Regions from separate parts of the Podarcis muralis genome. Here region 2 is linked to region 1. The links are chromatin contacts, called in public Hi-C maps. All regions are on one chromosome and are shown on one strand. The core of a region is the stretch at or near the end of the contact, and the rest is flanking DNA. Distances in the headings are between cores, read along the strand shown. Region 1 holds the start of ATP5PO (ATP synthase peripheral stalk subunit OSCP). Region 2 holds the start of SMIM11 (small integral membrane protein 11).

What was found. A called contact is a pair of places that touch in the nucleus more often than the background predicts.
Region 2: a contact with region 1 is called in a Hi-C map of tail, with 4 times the contacts expected there. The contact joins the promoter of SMIM11 here to the promoter of ATP5PO in region 1. A contact is called at or near these places in 2 of 3 Hi-C or Micro-C datasets (blood and tail).

What each region holds. Positions count from the first base shown.
Region 1 is chr4:53,575,308-53,578,795 of rPodMur119.hap1.1, reverse strand. ATP5PO (ATP synthase peripheral stalk subunit OSCP) reads left to right here and starts at 1,801. Exons shown (of 7, transcript XM_028727108.2): 1 at 1,801-1,940. The coding sequence starts at 1,908. LOC144327509 (a long non-coding RNA gene) reads right to left here and starts at 1,844. Exons shown (of 2, transcript XR_013392584.1): 1 at 930-1,844.
Region 2 is chr4:53,720,073-53,723,733 of rPodMur119.hap1.1, reverse strand. SMIM11 (small integral membrane protein 11) reads right to left here and starts at 1,698. Exons shown (of 6, transcript XR_003706423.2): 1 at 1,658-1,698. KCNE2 (potassium voltage-gated channel subfamily E regulatory subunit 2) reads right to left here. Exons shown (of 2, transcript XM_077927319.1): 2 at 2,621-3,661. The coding sequence ends at 3,636.

The sequences.
Region 1 (3,488 bases), core at 552-3,051:
ACATGTCTGATACACATGTATATGGAACACAATGTTTAAGTATATATTGCTAGCTGGGGATGAAGAGGGATGCTGGTTACATTAGGATGGGATGGAAGGATAATTACTCGCATTGTCATAGACTCTTGCACCCTCCACCCACAAAATCCATCACATACTATTCAGCTGTACCTAAAGCACTTGGCTTTCCTTCTTAAGAAAAGCCTTCCCAACAGAACATCAGTGCTTGCTAAATGCTGAAGCTGCTAGTCACTTATTTTTCACCTGGTCATTTAATCAACAAGACTCCATGATGCCTTACAATGAAACAACAAAGCTACATTAAAATCTAGGAACAAAAGCATAACTGATCATTCAAACAACAAAAGCAAAGTATTTTCTAACAAAGACTAGATTGGATGTCTTTGGATGGGGAGGTGGGATGTGTGTGAAATAGGCAGCCATCCCCAAAGACCTGGCTGAAGTTCTGTTTGGAAGGCCTGAGCCTTGCAGGGATGCTCTGCTTTATCAGGTTAAATGGGCTGGTAGCTATGGGGGCAGCAGGTGTTGGGTTAAGAAACTCATGCATGAGGGAGTGGAGCAAGGGATGGTCACACAAAGGAATAGAGAATCATTTCCCAACCCCTACTACAACCCCTCCACTCACTATAGCTTTCAGTAGGTAACTGCTTGTATAATCATAATATTATTCACTACGGAGAAGGAATTGTATAGGTTTAGGAATTCAAATTTAGGAATTACTGACACCACAATACGACATTCTTAACAAAGCAAATTGGTTGTGTGTGTGAGAGAGAGAGATCATGAAGTTTACAGAAAACAGTACTAAAAAAGTGGTTTGAACTATAGGTATTGATCCAGGAAAGGGAAAGGCACTTCAAAAAGGATTAAACCAAATTTAAGCATTTTGTGAAACTGGCATCACTTACACACCATCTTGGCTTTGAGTTCATTATGCCATCCACTCTGCCACCTGAATATTTTGCCACCGCATTGCCATTTGATTCTGATGCATGTGTAGACAAGATGTTACTCTGGCAAGCGATATAACACTCTGGAACATGCTTTCACTCAGGTCCAGGATGATTTAGGCTTTAGGACTGGAAAGCAGGTGCCATAACTTAGATGAAAAAAGGAGCCTGGCAGTTTTGGCAAGCAAAAAGCTATTATTTGCTGAAAACAGGAGTCACACTAGTGAGAAAAATAATGGTTAAAAGAAACCAGGTTGGCAACACAGAGAGGATCTTACCAGTCACCTGATAAACAAAATGAAAACTTACAGAACGTTTGAGAAACGAGCGTGCTAATATTAAGTACGACCGCAACGTGTATGCCTTCATGCGTAATAGGCATTAAACTCCGCTTCGAAAAAGGCACGTAATAAATTCAGGGTAGCTAATAATAATAATAATAATAATAATAATAATTTATACCCCGCCCATCTGGCTGGGTTTCCCCAGCCACTCTGGGCGGCTTCCAAGAAAAGAATAAAAATACATTAAAACATCAGTCATTAAAAACTTCCCTAAGGTGTAAATTACGTTTATGCATTAAAAAAACCACAAAACTTTTGCCTTGCTTCCTTTAAGCACACTTTCTTCTCTCGGCGCTTTGCAAAGCAGGATACACTACTCGGAACACGAAGCTGTATCCCCCGGAACCTTGCGATCCCAAGAAAAAGAATCATGTTCCTTCTCCAATCCCAAACTCGCACGTGCCGCCCTCCACGCAAACTTATGGTCTTCCGCCTTGCCTCTTTCCGCCCCGCCCACTCGGGCGACTAGTTCTACAGAAACTACGATTCCCAGAAAGCCTTGCGCCTGCGTGCCCGGAGCCGAGACCTTGCGCCTGCGCTTCTCTTGTCTCGAGGACGGGGAAGGGCCCGGCTTGACCTACAGGAGGAGAAGATGGCTGCTGCTGCTGCAGGGTTGGCTCAGAAGGTGAGCAGCGAAGCCTTGGGAAGGAAGAGGGGGTTCTGCTGGGGGCAGGTCTCTTACCTGAGGACGCCTCACTTGGCTTCCGAGACTGAAGCCTGGAGGCTTTGGGAGGAGAAGGAAGAGGGGGAGAGGGGAAAGTCTTAAACCCAAGTGGCCCCAAGAGGACTTGGAGGGTTTCCGGGGCTGCTGTGTGAGTGCCTGGTCTGCAGCCTGGGCTTCCCTTGATGCCAGAGATAAGGAAGGAAGCTCAGCAAGCCAGGCTCCTCTGCTAAGTCCTCCTGCCAGTGGAACCCAGGAAGGGGCCTGACTATTGGCCTATCTAGAGCATGCACCCCCAAACTTGGCCCTCCAGATGTTTTGGGACTACAACTCCCATCATCCCTAGCTAACAGGACCAGTGGTCAGGGATGATGGGAATTGTAGTCCCAAAACATCTGGAGGGCCAAGTTTGGAGGTGCTTGATCTAGAGCAGTACTACTACTACTACTAATTTATTACTTATACCCCGCTCATCTGGCTGGGTTTCCGCAGCCACTCTGGGCGGCTTCCAACAAGAGATTAAAAATACATTAAAACATAAGTCATTAAAAAACTTCCCTAAACAGGGCTGCCTTCAGATGTCTTCTAAATGTCAGATAGTTGTTTATTTCCTTGACATCTGGTGGGAGAGTGTTCCACGGGGCGGGAGCCACTGCTGAGAAGGCCCTCTGCCTGGTTCCCTGTAACCTCACTTCTCGCAGGGAGGGGACCGCCAGAAGGCCCTCGGAGCTGGACCTCAGTGTCCGGGCAGAACGATGGAGGTGGAGACGCTCCTTCAGGTATACTGGGCTGAGGCCGTTTAGGGCTTTAAAGGCCAACGCTTTGAATTGTGCTCGGAAATGTACTGGAAGCCAGTGTAGGACTTTCAAGACTTCTGGACTGGCTTTGACCAGGGTTTTGGGTAGGGGTCTCTCCCAGCCCAACTGGAGATGCTGGGACCATCTCCATAAAAGAGATGTGCTGCCATACTGACCTGTGGCCCATTGGCCCTGTTTGGTTTTCCTCCTTGGATCTTGCTCCAGCCCTGACCTCTCCTCTGTAATTCATGGTAGACAAGCGTAGGGTTCTGATGGGAGACCTGTGCGGGTTCTTGCCTACCAAAAGATGAAAGCAACACAAGAAATGCTTGGGAAGGAGAAGGGTGGATTTGATTTAAATCAAATCAATTTAAATCACTAGTCAGTAAGCCTTGATTTAAATCATTTTTTTACAGAAAGACATTCTTGCTGGTATAATCTTAATATTTACAACCAAATGAAGGTTTCATTTTGGAATAATAAATTTTCAGAGTAGTTTTTACAGTTACATCAAAAATTACTGATTTGGTTATACTGTACTATTAGAAATACCCAAACAGATAATTATGAAATTATTGTGAAGTTTAATAAGTTAACTGTTTATATTTGGACAACTTTTCTGCTGTACAGTTCTTTATTGGAAGGAGAAAAATAATAATTTCCTTAATAACAATTTAAACAATTTATTTAACTAAAACAATAACATTATAGGATA
Region 2 (3,661 bases), core at 449-2,948, 150 kb before region 1:
TCTCAACCTTGGCTCCCCAGCTGTTGTTGGACTACAATTCCCATCACCCCTGACCGCTGGTCTTGATAGTTAGGGATGATGGGAGTTGTAGTCCAACAACAGCTGGGGACAGAAGGTTGAGAAAGGCCGATTTAGGGTGTGTTCATATTATCACCTTGGGGAACAATGAAGTTGGTTGTTTCTCCCAGTGCCATCTCAGAGTTCTTTCTCTCCTAGCTGTTCACATCAGCACAGCTTCATTAGTGTCAAATTTGTTTGTTTGTGCGCACACCAGCGATTGTCAACAGGGCAGGCCAGATCCTTATTTCCACAAGCCTACCTGTCAATCGCCTGATGTCATTATGACACACATCAAAAGGAAGGCCCTGACTTTACCTGCCTCCCACCTGATGTCAGGAGTGGGGTAGATCAGAGCGGTTTGGGGAAAATAGCCTCATGGACCAAAGGTTTTCCACCACTACTATATGTCTGTTTATCTGAAGCATATTGCAACTGTTCTCTTCACATTGACACCAACGCTAAAGTTGCAAATTGCTAACGTGGCATAGAGATGTGCCAGTGAGGTCCTCATGTCTGCTCAAGTATACCTTTACAATAACCAGTGATAGAGCCGCCTTGCTTGTGGCATTGCACCTGTGGAATCACTTTCCCTCTGCTAGAAGACGTGCACCAGCAGTTATGTTACTGTAATTTTAATGAAATGTATTATTATGAAATAATATTATTATGTATTACTATGAAATTCCCTTGTGTTTTTTTAATGAGAGACAGTATGAAAATATTTTAAATAAATAAAATACATAAGCATACAATACTTAAATAGATTGGGAAACCAATTAACTGGTCATGTTCACAACTAGCCAACTAAATGCCCTTATGCAGATAGAAACTTTTTCAATAGCATCAGAGCAGCATAGGATACCAAAGGCAGAAGTGAAGCTTTCTGCTCCCTAGCTCTGTAAATTCTGAGTGCAAAAAGACGCACTTCCTCGCCTGCGTTATAGATAAGCATAGCTACATTTTAAATTGGGCTTTTGCATCTAATACAGAGCTAGTCTGCAGACCAAACCAAGGCTTAGCATGAACACATGGACTCCCATAGAAGAGATTGTGGGTGCTTTGCTCTACTCAGACAAATTACAAGCTGTAACTAAGGTTATGGCTTATCTGGAGAAGATAAACCGTAAGTCTGAGTTAGGATGACACACTGAATCATGGCAGCGTTGTAGCAGCAGACCAACCGAGGAGCAAGGAAGCTACAATGTCCTGTCCCGGAACTCTCACGCCTGTGCAAATTATGCAAGCGGGGGGGGGGGGGGGAGAGAGAGAGAATTTCAGCCACCCAGCTTTTAATGTGCATTGTGCAATCTGATCCCATGCATGCTCGCCGAAGTAACGTGTCTCAGATTTCACCGGAGCTTACTTGCAAGTAAAGGTTCAGAGAATTAAAGGCATCGCTGCTCAAAGGTGCAGAACGACTGTAAACGTAATAGCCATTATTTGACGATCATGATTCTTTTAAGAAGGTCAAAATATTGAAAACAAGGCCCACAACGCCATCAGCTTCCATGAGTTATTAAAGTTAACATTTAAAAGAAAAACTATTACAAACAATCCTAGCAACGCCACTCATTTTGTGATTTAAAAGCCACACTACCTTACAATCAGCCATTCAACACAGGAAAAGGCTACAGACTACAAGTCCCAGAAGGCTTTGCTGTCTGAAAATACGTCACACAGCGCGTCAATAATTTAAAACGAGATGTTAACCCTTTCATCCCTTGTCCTGCGGGGAGTCAAGCAGCTGTGCTCACAAGCGATGTAACTAGGAAAATTTCTCGCTATGAGAGGGATGTATGTTAATGAATAAGTAATATATGAAGATACCCGTTTTACTGTTTTCTTGAGAGTGACTATACAACTGTTAGATATGCAAGACAGTTTATTCAGAGAGGAATTAGTACTTCCCTCCATTCTCTCCCCTGGTCCTTTTATATTATCTTAATTTATACATGTCAATAATTTCATTATCTTTAATTAGCTCCAAATTTAAAGGGAAGTCGAGGGATCTGAGTAATCCCAAAATGTGCATTTAATATAGCGTGAAAATGCTTTCCCCCCTTTCTTTTCTTTTGTGTGTGTGGTTTATTCTATTATATGTATGTGATGATAATGTTTAATTGTGGAAATTAGTTTTAAAAAAACATTAAAAAACCCAGAGAGGAATTAGTACTTTCGTTAATTCAAAATGTTGGGATACACATTCTGATATAATAAAGCCAGTTCAAATATAAAATGAAAATGCTAAATGGCAAAGACCCTAGCAGGATCAGTAAGATAATAGGGCTGAAATTCAATTTACAGTATTTTGAACAAACCTGTGCGTTTTGCAGTAAGGCATCTATGGTCACCAGGAATGTGACTGCAGCTAATTAGAATTTTTGGGATACTACAATCTTCAAAATTATCCATGACAAATAGATGAGTCCACTGACCTGGGCGTATGGGACAGAATCAGCCTCTGTCACCCTAAAGGTTTATAAATGCTAGTTTATAAATGTTCATAATAATTGTTAGGAAAAGTAGGGAGCCCACAACACTACCAAGAGGCAAGAATGAATAAATATATACATATCATTTGTTTATTTATGCAATTATTTCTGCCCTGCCTTTTGGCTTCAGAGCAGCTGAAACATAACATAAACAAAACAATCAAATGTACAGAGTGCTGAAATCAACATGCACAGATTCATTAAAGAAAGTTAATATTGAGACAGAACCTTGCGGTTTTTGCTTCTGATGTTTACGATATGATGATGAGTGAAAGCGGCTACGATTCCTTTGCAAGCAAGTTTCTAGGATGTCCTGGTCTTGTTACTATGATTGGGAAATACCAGGCTCTGAATATGAAGTAGCACAATGGACTGTAAATGGAACTGTGTAAGTTTGATGAAGCTTCAAATTTTTGCATCCGTGGAGGCCCCCCCATGCATTTTAGAACCCTGCATAATTAGGGTTCTGAGATATGCAGGGAGGAACCTTTGTGGACGAAAAAAGCCTCTCCACTTCATTCCATAATTTGGAAGGCAACAGAAGGGAGCAGTTTAGCCAGGACCCTCATTCCTGCTTGTCCTGCTTATGTGATTGCTAACACCTTAAAAGGGTTCTAATCTTTTATAAAGGTTGGGTAGGTTGGTTGAAACAGATGAAAACAGGGAAACTGGCTGAAATTATTGTGGTGGCTGGATGTCCTCTCCCATCTTGTTTAGTAAAGCAGCGGCAACATTGTTTGTAGTTTTCACTGAGTCATTCAGTCACTTAAAGAGTCTCAGAGCTGCTACTGCCCGCTACCTTAAAAACAAACAAGGTTCTTCCTACATTAGTCATATAGACTTCAAAATACATAACACATTTGCCTGGAAGTATTTGCTGATGATGGAGTTGCACTCTACAATATCTGGAGAGCACCCTGTTTGGGAAGACTGGTTTCTGTACAATATGATATTGTTTATCATTTATATTTTTTTAAAGGTAAAATGACTTAAAATAACACAGAGACAGAGAGAGAGAGAGAGAGAGAGAGAGAGAATTCTCCAGTACTACTTCATTCAGGTAGTGGCAATTTCTCCCACAGATCAAGCAGTCTGGGTGCTCGCTTGAT